Linked DNA regions of Sus scrofa: region 1 is linked to region 2. A link is a contact called in public Hi-C data. All regions are on one chromosome and are shown on one strand. The core of a region is the stretch at or near the end of the contact, and the rest is flanking DNA. Distances in the headings are between cores, read along the strand shown.

What was found. A called contact is a pair of places that touch in the nucleus more often than the background predicts.
Region 1: a Hi-C map of epiblast stem cells shows a contact between it and region 2, with 4 times the contacts expected there. The contact joins the promoter of PPP4R1 here to the promoter of NAPG in region 2. A contact is called at or near these places in 2 of 47 Hi-C or Micro-C datasets (embryonic fibroblasts and epiblast stem cells).

The regions. Positions count from the first base shown.
Region 1 is chr6:98,460,354-98,465,677 of Sscrofa11.1, forward strand. PPP4R1 (serine/threonine-protein phosphatase 4 regulatory subunit 1) reads left to right here and starts at 2,480. Exons shown (of 20, transcript XM_021096060.1): 1 at 2,480-2,597; 2 at 2,689-2,733. The coding sequence starts at 2,591.
Region 2 is chr6:97,971,021-97,976,481 of Sscrofa11.1, forward strand. It overlaps NAPG (gamma-soluble NSF attachment protein), which reads right to left and starts at 3,954. Exons shown (of 12, transcript XM_021096051.1): 1 at 3,514-3,954; 2 at 2,173-2,240. The coding sequence starts at 3,569. It overlaps LOC106508392 (a long non-coding RNA gene), which reads left to right and starts at 3,747. Exons shown (of 3, transcript XR_002344996.1): 1 at 3,747-4,987.

The DNA of each region.
Region 1 (5,324 bases), core at 1,230-3,729, 490 kb after region 2:
GCCTTCGTACCACATAGTTGGATGATACTTTTTAAAGCAGTGACTCATGGCATTCCCTCTAGTTTACAGATTTCAGTGGCAGATTGTGGGGAAGGGGGGTTGTGCTCTGACCACTAACAGCACAACTGGCATCCATAGGCTACATTAAAAGTGCCAATGGGGTAGGAATGTGTAGAATAATAATTGCTATTCTTGGTTCAAATATCTTTTTTTTTTTTTTTTCTTTTTAGGGCCGCAGCCATGGCACATGGATGTTCCCAGTCTACATCACAGCCACAGCAACTCAGGATCCAAAACCCCTCTGTGACCTACACCACAGCTCACGGCAACACTGGATCCTTTACCCCCCTGAGTAAGGCCAGGAACAGAACCCACATCCTCATGGATACTAGTCGGGTTCATTACCGCTGAACCACTATGGGAACTCCTCAAATATCATTATTATTATTATTATTTTGCTTTTTAGGGCTGCACCCACGACATATGGAGGTTCCCAAGCTAGGGGTCTAATTGGTGCTACAGCTGCTGGCCTAGGCCACAGCCACAGCAACGCAGGATCCAAGCCGTGTCTGCAACCTACACCCCAGCTCACGGCAGTGCTGGATCCTTAACCCACTGAGCAAGGCCAGGAATTGAACCCACAACCTCATGGTTGCTAGTCGGATTTGCTTCCGCTGCGCCATGACAGGAACACCTCAAATATCATTTTTTTTATGAGGAGGAAACAGTGCCTTTTAGAGAGTAAATACTGGTTTAAAAAACATTTCTTGTATCTCTGAGAAAGGACTAGAGGGTGAACAAAAATCAAATGTAAAAATCGTGCCTATGCCGAAAACTGTAAGGATGCCCCATTGAAATGTCTGAAAACCAAGCTGCCTCCAGGGACCAGCTGTAACATGTGGTGCAGGTAAGATGATAACTAGATGCACAGCTCCTGAACAATATGGACAAAATTACACACCTTCCTCCCTGCTGCCAATGCAGAGAAAGTGAGATAAAACACAGTGAGGCAAAAGCAGGGTTAGCCGTTCTGCATCCCTGGCTAACACTGGGTATGTAACCTCTACTTCAGCACAATCATTGAGAATTAGAAGTCTGCCTTTACTGGGTAGACCATCCAGATAGTTTCCTTATTTTTGTGTGTCCAGGAGCTGAAGCATAGTTGGCGACCTGGATCTTGTGTTGTTGCAAGGAGATCACCGCTTCGTGTAAAGAGCCAAATCCTGTGCCTGCCCCCCTCCACCCGGAATTGTTAAAGTGGTAGGTGTCATTGGGCAAAATGCTTACAGGCTGAGTCAATTGATAGCCTGTGAATTTCTAACTCCTTGTCATTTTGAGAATTAGTGTCACCTGAATTCAGGGAAGGGCCTTCTCTCAGGGAAGAAATGGGTCGTGACAGTTTGGCTCTTAGTTTTAATTACTCTGTATTTGAGAAAATAAGACACACAACTAGACTCGTAGGTGCTATTCCAGTTATTATTACTCCCAGAAACTTAACATATACTATGCAACATGCATTCCATCTTGTAGCATCTGCGAGGCAAGTTTTTGGAACAGCTAGTAGAATCCACTTTATTACACAGAATCATGAATTTCAGAGGGTCTTTAACGGCATTAAATGTAATAGTGCCCTTGGTTAAGGCCACAGTGCAGACCATTTGGAATTCTCTCTGCTCCCCAGGAGTCCAGACCCCCAACGTGGCATCACTTTAAACTGGCCTGTTCCGAAAACTGTAAGGATGCCTCATTGTTTTGTTCCCCACTCAGGAGCTGAGCCTTTCCGAGGCCTCGAGTGGAAGAGGTCGTACTCGTCATTTAACTCATGTAAAAACAAGGGAAAATAAAACCTGTGATACAGGTTTCACTCCAGCACCTCATATACCACCAAAATTGTTTCAACACTTTCAGGATAAAAGCTACAGCTAGAAAGAAGCCTTTCCTCCTGCACCGGCGGAGGTCAGGGACCCTACGCTCGGACCCAGCTGTCCCTCATTCATCCTAGTAACCCCAGGTCGGGGATCGCCCTTACTTCCGCCCCGCGCGCGCCCGCCGCCCAGGGGGCGGAACCGGCCTGAGCCCAGCCGCCCCGCCGCGCCTGGCCCTCGGCGGCTTTGTTCGCGCTTCCCGGCTCCGAAGTGCCCCGGTCTCGGCCGGAGCAGAGGCCGCGCGCGCAGCCGCCAGGGCGGGGTGTGTGTGTGTGTGTGTCTGTGTGTGTATAGAGTGGCGGCCGGGCTGAGCCCCGCCGACCGAACTGGCGGCGCCGTGACCCAACAAAGCGTGCGGCGCGAGGCCCCGCCCGCCCCGGTCGCCCGGCCCAGCACTCGGCGCGGGCCCCCGGCGGCGGCAACGACGCCCGACCGCACGCGGTACCGCGGCGGGCCGAGCCGAGAGCGCGCCGGCGGGGCGGCCGGGAGCGAGCCAGGCGGGAGGCGGGCCGGCGCGCGGGCAGGGGCGGCCGGGTCCGCCCGCCGCGCTCGGCCCGCCCCGCGCGCCCCCGCGGCACCGCCTCCCGCGCGCGTCCACCGGCCGCCGCGCGCGCCGCGCTGTAGCCCCGGTCCCCGGGCGACGGCGGAGGAGGGGGCGCCGCAAGATGGCGGGTACGGGCCCCGCGGCGGGGCGGCGGGCGGGGGGCGCGGGCCGGGGGCGGCGGGCGGCGGGCTGACGGCTTTCTTCTTTCCCTCGGCGCAGACCTGTCGCTGCTCCAGGAGGACCTGCAGGAGGACGCGGACGGATGTGAGTGCGCGCCGGCCTCGGGGCGGGGGGCTGGCGGGCGGTGGGGTCCAGAGGCCGATCCCGGCGCGGCGGCGGCTGTGGGGACGCCCGGCCCCCGGCCCTCGGTCCCCGGCCCGGCTCGGAGGGGGCGGCTCGGCGGCCGGGCGGGAGCACCGGCGGGCGGAAGCCGGGGCAGGCGGGCGCCCGGGAGCCTCCGCGGCCCCTCCCGGGCCAGAGGGCTGGGACCGTGGACAGGGTCTGGGCGCCTCCCGCGCGGAGCGGCACCGCACGCCGGAGACCCGCAGTCTCCCGGCGCCGGGGTCCGGGGGCCGGGAAGGTGGAAGGTGTGGCCTGGCGGGAGGGGCCGCTTTCCCCGCCGCGTTCCTAGGGTGCGCGGTTCGCACGGCGCCAGGCCTTCTTGAACACTCAGATGTCTGCTTTCTTGGAGATGCTCAAGTTTTCACAGTCGATTCTTTGGCTGAAAGGAAAACAAAACAAAGTTTGACATTTCCAGAGTAGCGTCAGAAAGGACTTGTTCATTTCGTGTGTGCTCTTCTGAGAACACAGAATAATTTGGAAATTGTCCTTGAGTTGCAGAGATAACCGCGGTAGAATTTGTGGTGTGTTCGGGCAGAGCTGAGATTTACTGTGGCTACTGTCGATGTAAGTAATACAGAGGTGGCTGCACTTTGAAATAGCTCTTTTAAATGCCGTGTAGTTAATCTTTTTTTGCATTGTGTAATGTGTCCCTTGCCACAAATAAGCTCAATTTTTAAAGACTGGGTGTTTTGAGTGAAGTGAGGGCGATTTACTCTTTAGAAGGATTCCTTAAAAAGAGTATTTTTTTTTAAGTGAGTGAACCATATGTAAACTTATTTTTGGCAAAATATAAGTTTACTTTTTTTTTTTTAAGTAACGAGCTCTTTTAAGGGAGCAGCGCTCAGGTAGTTAAAGACAACTTTTACATTTCCTGTGATGTTTTACCCTAGGACACTTGTCTCCCTCCTAGTGACCTTAAAATGTTAAGGTAGCTATTGGTTTTTTGCACAGTTAGGCTTGAAGACGTGGCTCTGATGAGGCAGGGGCGTCTCATGCTTATATTCAGGTTCAAGGTTTTGTAAATAGAAAACACATTCCTTCAGCAGGTGTTAAGGGCTGTCACTCATTTCTTACCACTTAGGTGCCATGCATTCGTCAAGGTTAAAAAGTGAGCTGTCCTGTTAGTTGTGCCCTTGACCCTTAGGGAACGCAACCTAGAAGAGAAGCCATACCTGTGAAGAACTCAACCATGATTTATTCATGACCCTCCAGAGTTCTGCTTGGTACTGAGGATCTACCAGTGGGCAGGATGGTCACAATCCATGCCCTCTAGTGGTTTACACGCAGTTTTAATACAAGTGTGATAATGAGGGTGTGGGGGCATGCTCGCACAGTAGTTGTTAGACGGCTCAGAGGCCAGACTGCTTTCCTCCAGTCTTCATGTCGCCCCTTTGGACAGACTCGGGCAACTCACTGAACTTCCCTGTGCCCTTATGTTGCCGTTTTTAGATTAGTGTAATTACTATTACCCACAGTCTAGGGTTGTTTAGAGCCTTGCACAAATAAATGCATATAAAACACTTAGAATAGTGGCTGGTAGATGGTGACTATTGCTTGTTTGTTGTCCCCCCCCCTTTTTTTTTTTCGCTTTTTAGGGCCATATCCTCCACATAAGGAAGTTCCCAGGCTAGGGGTCTAATCGGAGGTACAGCTGCTGGCCATAGCCACAGCCATGCCAGATCTGAGCCGTGTCTTCGACCTACACCACAACTCACGGCAACACTGGATCCTTAACCCACTGAGCGAGGCCAAGGATCGAACCCGCAATCTCATGGTTCCTAATTGGATTGTTTCTACTGCACCACAATGGGAACTCCGCAGTTAACTTCTTTAAGGTCCTATTAGTACCCAGTGGGGTGTTGTGTGTGGGTGTATTAATGCATTTGTAGCTGATTTACAGTGTTGTCCGGTGTGTTTTAACTCAGGATAAAGCGTGAGACATTTGAAGGAACAGATAATTTATTTGCATATTTGTAGTTGGTTAGAATCATTGCTTACTTTTCTAAGCTGCTACAGTTTTTACAGGTGATAACATTACCCAAGATGTTCAGGAGCAGGGGATCTTCGAATATATGGCCAATTGAAGGAGCAGTTGGCATCTGTCATGTTGGGATGGGTGAGGGGGACATTCGGTCCAGGCGAGGTGGGAAGGGAGGGAAATGGGAAGCTCGTCATATGTCACACCCAGAGCCAGAAGAGAAGCTGGGACATTGGGATGTTAGGGAGAGTGGGCTGGGCTGCCCTCACAACTGCACTGTGTTGGCCGAGCTGGTGGAGGCCAAGAAAGCTTGTTTCTGCTCAAGCTCCAGAATCTCGGTTGCCTTTTCTAAATGCAGAACTTGGACTAAGACTGAAAAGAGAGTAAATACCCTTGTGCAAGTGCTGAGCAGCTGGGGGCCAGGGAGGACTGGGTGGGCCTAGATCTGGAAAAGGGGGTTCTTGCCAGACCTTGATCAGGGTCTCAGGTCATTTGTCGGGTTTAAGCCCCTAAGTCTCTGTGCAGAGTGAGTAGA
Region 2 (5,461 bases), core at 2,704-5,203:
GTCAACATCTTACAATTTTTTTTTTTTTTTTTTTTTTGTCTTTTTGTTTTTCTAGGGCCGCACCGGCAGCGGCACATGGAGGTTCCCAGGCTAGGGGCAGAATCGGAGCTATAGCCACAGCCTACGCCACAGCCACAACAACTCGGGATCTGAGCTTCATCTATGACCTACACCATGGCTCACGGCAATGCCAGATCCTTAACCCACTGAGCGAGGCCAGGGATGGAACCCTCATCCTCATGGATGCTGGTCGGGTTTGTTAACCACTGAGCCACGACGGGAACTCCCCTTACAACTTTTTTGACTATCAACAACTTAAGAGTATTTTCAAAAGGCTTTAATTGTAGGCTACTAGCAATAAACCAGTACTCCTCCCACTCACACCCAAGCTTCTAAGCTTTGAGAAACACCAGCATCTAAGCTTTGAGAAACTGAGATCACATCAGTCAAAGCAAAGCACCCAAATAACAGGCACTGTCACAAAAACAGAAACTTACTTCACTGGTTTTATATTTACTAATAGAAACAGTGCTTTAGTTACAGCTTATTCTATCTTTTAAATTATTTTGAAACTGAAGACCAGTAAACACACTCAATATTTTTATAAATCTTTTTGGCACAATCTTTATGATCTTACAGATTTTGGAAAACTTACAAAGTGCTGCTCACAAATAAGTAAAAAGGATACTGCTTTAAGAAAACATTTGTAAAAAACACACTCTTAAAATAACCTTTAATAAAATGTTGAAAATAAGTGACAAACTACTTTCATCTCTGAATTTCCATATTTTGCTTTTTGAAAAATTTATTCCACTAATGAAAAGTATCTTGCATATCTCCTTGAAGAAAATAAACAAAGAATGCTTAACAGTAAAATCTAATGTGAAACACTTATTTCTGAAAGCAGCTTACAGTCTCAGATGCATATAAAACAATTCTGTGTTAAATTTCCCTCTTGGAGACTTGCTCTCCAGTCACACAAGTGTCCTTATACAAGGTGTCCATAAGATCCATATAAAATTTGAACCTGCAATCATTTTCCGTCTAAATAGGAGGTACAGTAATTCATATAAGGTAACAGATAATTTACTCAGGATTACATCGAAGTGCTAAAGATTAATTTATCGTCCTTTCCTTTATTACCTGGGAAATACATGCTGTTATTGCTGATTAGTGTCATCTTACCTGATTTCTTTTTTCTTGGTGACATACTAACACTAAATGCGAGGCTAACAAATGTGATCAAGGCTACTGCTGAAACACAGTAAAATGTGTTCAGGGTGTTTCAAAACTGTATTATGCTTTATACCCAAATAATCACGGATATGCTGAAAGCTATCTCCCATAACTTAAAATGCTAAGTTTTTAATAATTCTCTTTTGGTTGCAAATTCCAGATCATTTTTATCTTACATGCATATAAACATATTAATATATGCCTATAATGTAACACTTCATAAACATTCATCGGTGCACCTCCGTGGAAGGGTCAAAAAGAACAAGAGCCAAGCCACGGCATGCAGCTCTACTGAGAATGAGGCTAAGATGTTTTAAAAAGTCAATGAGAAAAATCTTCAGGGAGTTCCCTTTGTGGCTCGGCAGTTAACACACCCGACTAGGATCCAGGAGGATGCAGGTTCGATCCCTGGCCTTGCTCAGTGGGTTAAGGATCCAGCATTGCCATGAGCTGTGATGTAGGCTGCAGACGTGGCTCAGATCCAACATTGCTGTGGCTGTGGCATAGGCTGGCAGATGTAGCTCCGACTCAACCCCTATGCTGTGGGTGAGGCAGAAGGAAGGAAGGACAGAAGGAAGGAAAAGAGAAATAGAAAAAATCTTTCAAAATAACAGGTAGCAGAAGAACATGACAAAACTCTCAGAGATAGTATGAACTGAATGAAGTTCAAGAACATATAAAGGATGCTAAAAGCGCAGCTGCATCCCCTGCTCCCATCCTGCCATCCCAGGAGAGGCAGAGGCCACTGAATCTGCAGCTCACACTCAAGACATCTGAAAACAAGTGGACAAGTGCAAGGATTCAGGCAGTTTCGTTTTGTCTTTTAAACAATTAAAATGCTACAGGATGCGTTAGGAGGAAGAATTATACCGAGATGAAGTGAGCAGCCCATGTCAAGATTACACACCACAAGGACTGGGCTACAGTCACTCATACCTGCTTTTCCATATTCAGAAGCAGCACTGTCATAATCTGGCTTCCATTTTAAAAAACCAGTTTTCAGGCTAAAAGGAAAAGAAGACACAATTAACACAAGTTACCAACCATGTTCGTTCATAAGTAAGAACCCTGCTTGTAAGCACCTTATAGGTCATTAAAGGGGGCAGGGGACCATGGGCCAATCACATTCCTAAGAACCTTGCTTGTAAAGGCTCTGATGGGCTCATTAAAAAGGGGGGGAGGGGACCATCCCTACAAAGTCACCATCTCACTCAGCTCCATTGAAACTTACTGATAATCACATACAACCTCACTACCTTCCCCTCCCATTGTCACAGACACAGTTGTCCCCCTTTTGAAATGTCTGTCCAAGTAGAGTGGAGGGTCTTCCTGCACGGTCCCCAGACTAGCAGGAGCAGCACCACCTGGCAGCGTACAAGAAAGTGTAAGTCACTGAGCGAGCCCCAGCTCTACCGAACCAGACACTCTGGAATAGCGGCGGCAATCCAGGGTGTAAAAAGCCCTGAGAAGTATTAAAGCTTGAGAAGGGCTGAAGCACATAAGTAAGCAGTGGGACCTGTGAGACTGCAGCACAGGAGAGGCCAGAGAATGACCGAGGAGTCATCAGCAGATGCCACACCAAGGGCCCCATAAGTTTCTCTAGGAAGACTGCAGAGAAAAGCCAGGAAGACTGCAGAGAAAGGCCAGAAAGACTACAGAAAAGACACTCAGGGAGACAGAGGGAGTCAGCAAGAAAGACTCCAATGAGCCACCAGGGGACAGGAAGGACCACCTGAAAGACGAGGACGACTGGAAGACAGAAGCTGCTTTCCAGGATTCCAGGATTACTTGGCATCTCAAACGCCACACCAAAGTACAATCCGATTGAATCCTTATCTAACCTGCCCTTTCTGCAATACTTTAATTTCAGAATAATTTCAGGCTTACAGTTTAGTGACTGTCAAGCTTAGGTGTGCTTACAAATTGCCCAATGAACATCATCTTTAATTCTAAACTTCAGTTAGTGACGACCTGCTTACGACTCTGCCAGCTTCCAAGGGACCAGGGGACACCTTAACTGAGGAAAAAGAGGGGCTACCGGCCTAGGTGGGGGGAGCCCCCAGACTGCCGGGCTCCGGGGTACCAAAGAGCCCCCACTGCCCCCATCACCCGAGCCGCGACAACTTCCGGGTCGACGGTAGCGCTTCCGGGCCAGCGCCCACCCCCCCAAGCCCCGCTCGCCCGCCCCTGCGCCCCCCGCGCGATGCTAACTCGGACAGCTCTCGGAGGGGCCCGGCCCCGGCGTCCGGCCTGGGCCGCGCTGGGCCTCTCACTCACTATTTCTCTGCTTTGGCGAGGTGCTCCAGTCCCTCGTTTATCTTCTGCGCCGCCATCTCCGCGGTGCGGCCCTGACGTGGAGGCCGAGAGCCCGCCGAGTGGGCGTGGGAACGCCGAGGAGGAGGCCGGGACGGCGCCGCTGCCGCTCCACCGGGGCCTGCAGGGCTCAAACCAAGTGCGGCGAAGCGGCCCGGGAGCCGCGCAGGAAACGCCGCGCAGGCGCAGAGCGCCCGAGCTGGCCGCTAGCTTGTCTCCATGCGCAGCAGTGGTGGGTAGTGAGGGAGGTTCTCTCATTCATTCGTTCGTCAAGCACCGGTTTGTCGAACACCTACTATGCGTCAGACACTGTCCTAGTGCCGGCAGGTCGCCAGGGAGAACGAGAGACCGAGTCCGGCCCTCGTGGATCTCGCTTCCCGCTCCCTTGAAAGCGCATTGGCACTGCGATCCGTGACCGCATAGACTCGTTTATTTTTTACTACATGTGCGCCCCTACCGCCTGTCGGTCACCGTCAGGTAACCCCTGACAGATGCTCAGAAGTGAGCACTCCGTGACGTTCGGGAGCGAGGTTCGCCAGCAAGGGTCTGGCAGAAATAACAGTAACTCCGTGTCCGACTCACATTTCGTGGGGTTTCAACACCTGCAAGGTGATTCTGCGATAGCATTGCAGCTCCTTGGTCTCCACCCAACTAGCTCATACTCTCATCCCCAGGATCACACCCTCGACCTTACCAGTCATGGGTAACTAATTACTAGTGACTGTGCCCCCGACGCATCACTTTCAAGCAGACACTTTATTTCTTGCTGTCTTCTAGCTCTGATAATTTTTCACCTTCAGCAGAACTCCCACCTCTTCCTGGCCTCTGCTCCTGTTCACACCTCCCTGTTTACCCATTATAAGCTCCATGTTCCATCATTGTAACTACTCTTCTGCGTGTGCATCAGCCTCCCTGGCCCTCTTCCTTTCTCCTTGTATGGAAAAGCCCCTGTTCTCTACGGACTGGAACTGCTCTGAGCAATTGAAAGTGGTTGGAGAAAAACAAAGCAGCAACATGCTAACGTGACCCGTCCCTGGAATCTGTGCTCATACATGTCAAGGAGGCCCTGGTGCAGCTAAGTTCCTGAACTGCATTTCACTGGACCAGTCATCCAAGGGCGAAATCTCTTCCTGGACCATCTTGGGCCCTCTAGGTGTGACTCTGTAAACTAGACTGGGCAAGATGGAGGAACAGGGGGAAAAGCACACATTTATTTAACAGAGGTTTTGTGCGACACGAGAGCCTTTATAAGGAAATGAAGACCCGCAAAAGTGGTTACTCCTGTGTTTTTATGCTTGCTGTGCTAAAGGCTGGAAAGTCCTGGGAAAACACGATGGGACAAGGGCAGGAGCCCAGCACAGTGACCTGTGGAAACTAGCAAGGCCTTTGTTCTCACCACCTTCAGCACCTCTGTCTTCAGAGTGTTCCTGTCCTCCAGGTACAGGTAGCTCATCTCTCACATAGGGTATATGGGGTTCGGGAAACGCTGTCCCCAAATACGGCACCTTGGCACATGGAACCCAGCAGAAAATCCACAGTCTAACTGGTCCTTCAGTCATAATTTCTTTATTAAGGCTCCCACATCACCTAAAACTTCTGTTCAGTGAATCTGTAGTCTTTCCTCCTATTAATCTGTCTGTCACTTTCATGTTCAGACCCAGCCAGGGGCCTAAGAGGGTTGAGGAGAACTTTTTCCTCCCTTACAGGGTCTCATGGGAGAAGGGAGGAATCAAACCTGCCTGCACCTGCTCTTTCTCAGGTTCCCCCAGCTGAACCCCTTCAGTATGCCAAGGAGCCGTACTTTGGGGTAGTGCGTTCTGAATCCCACTGGGACATAATGCCTGCTGTCATGGAATGTGTGATCTGTGAGGGGGCACAAATGTTAAACCTAGTTTTATTTGAGCATCAACAC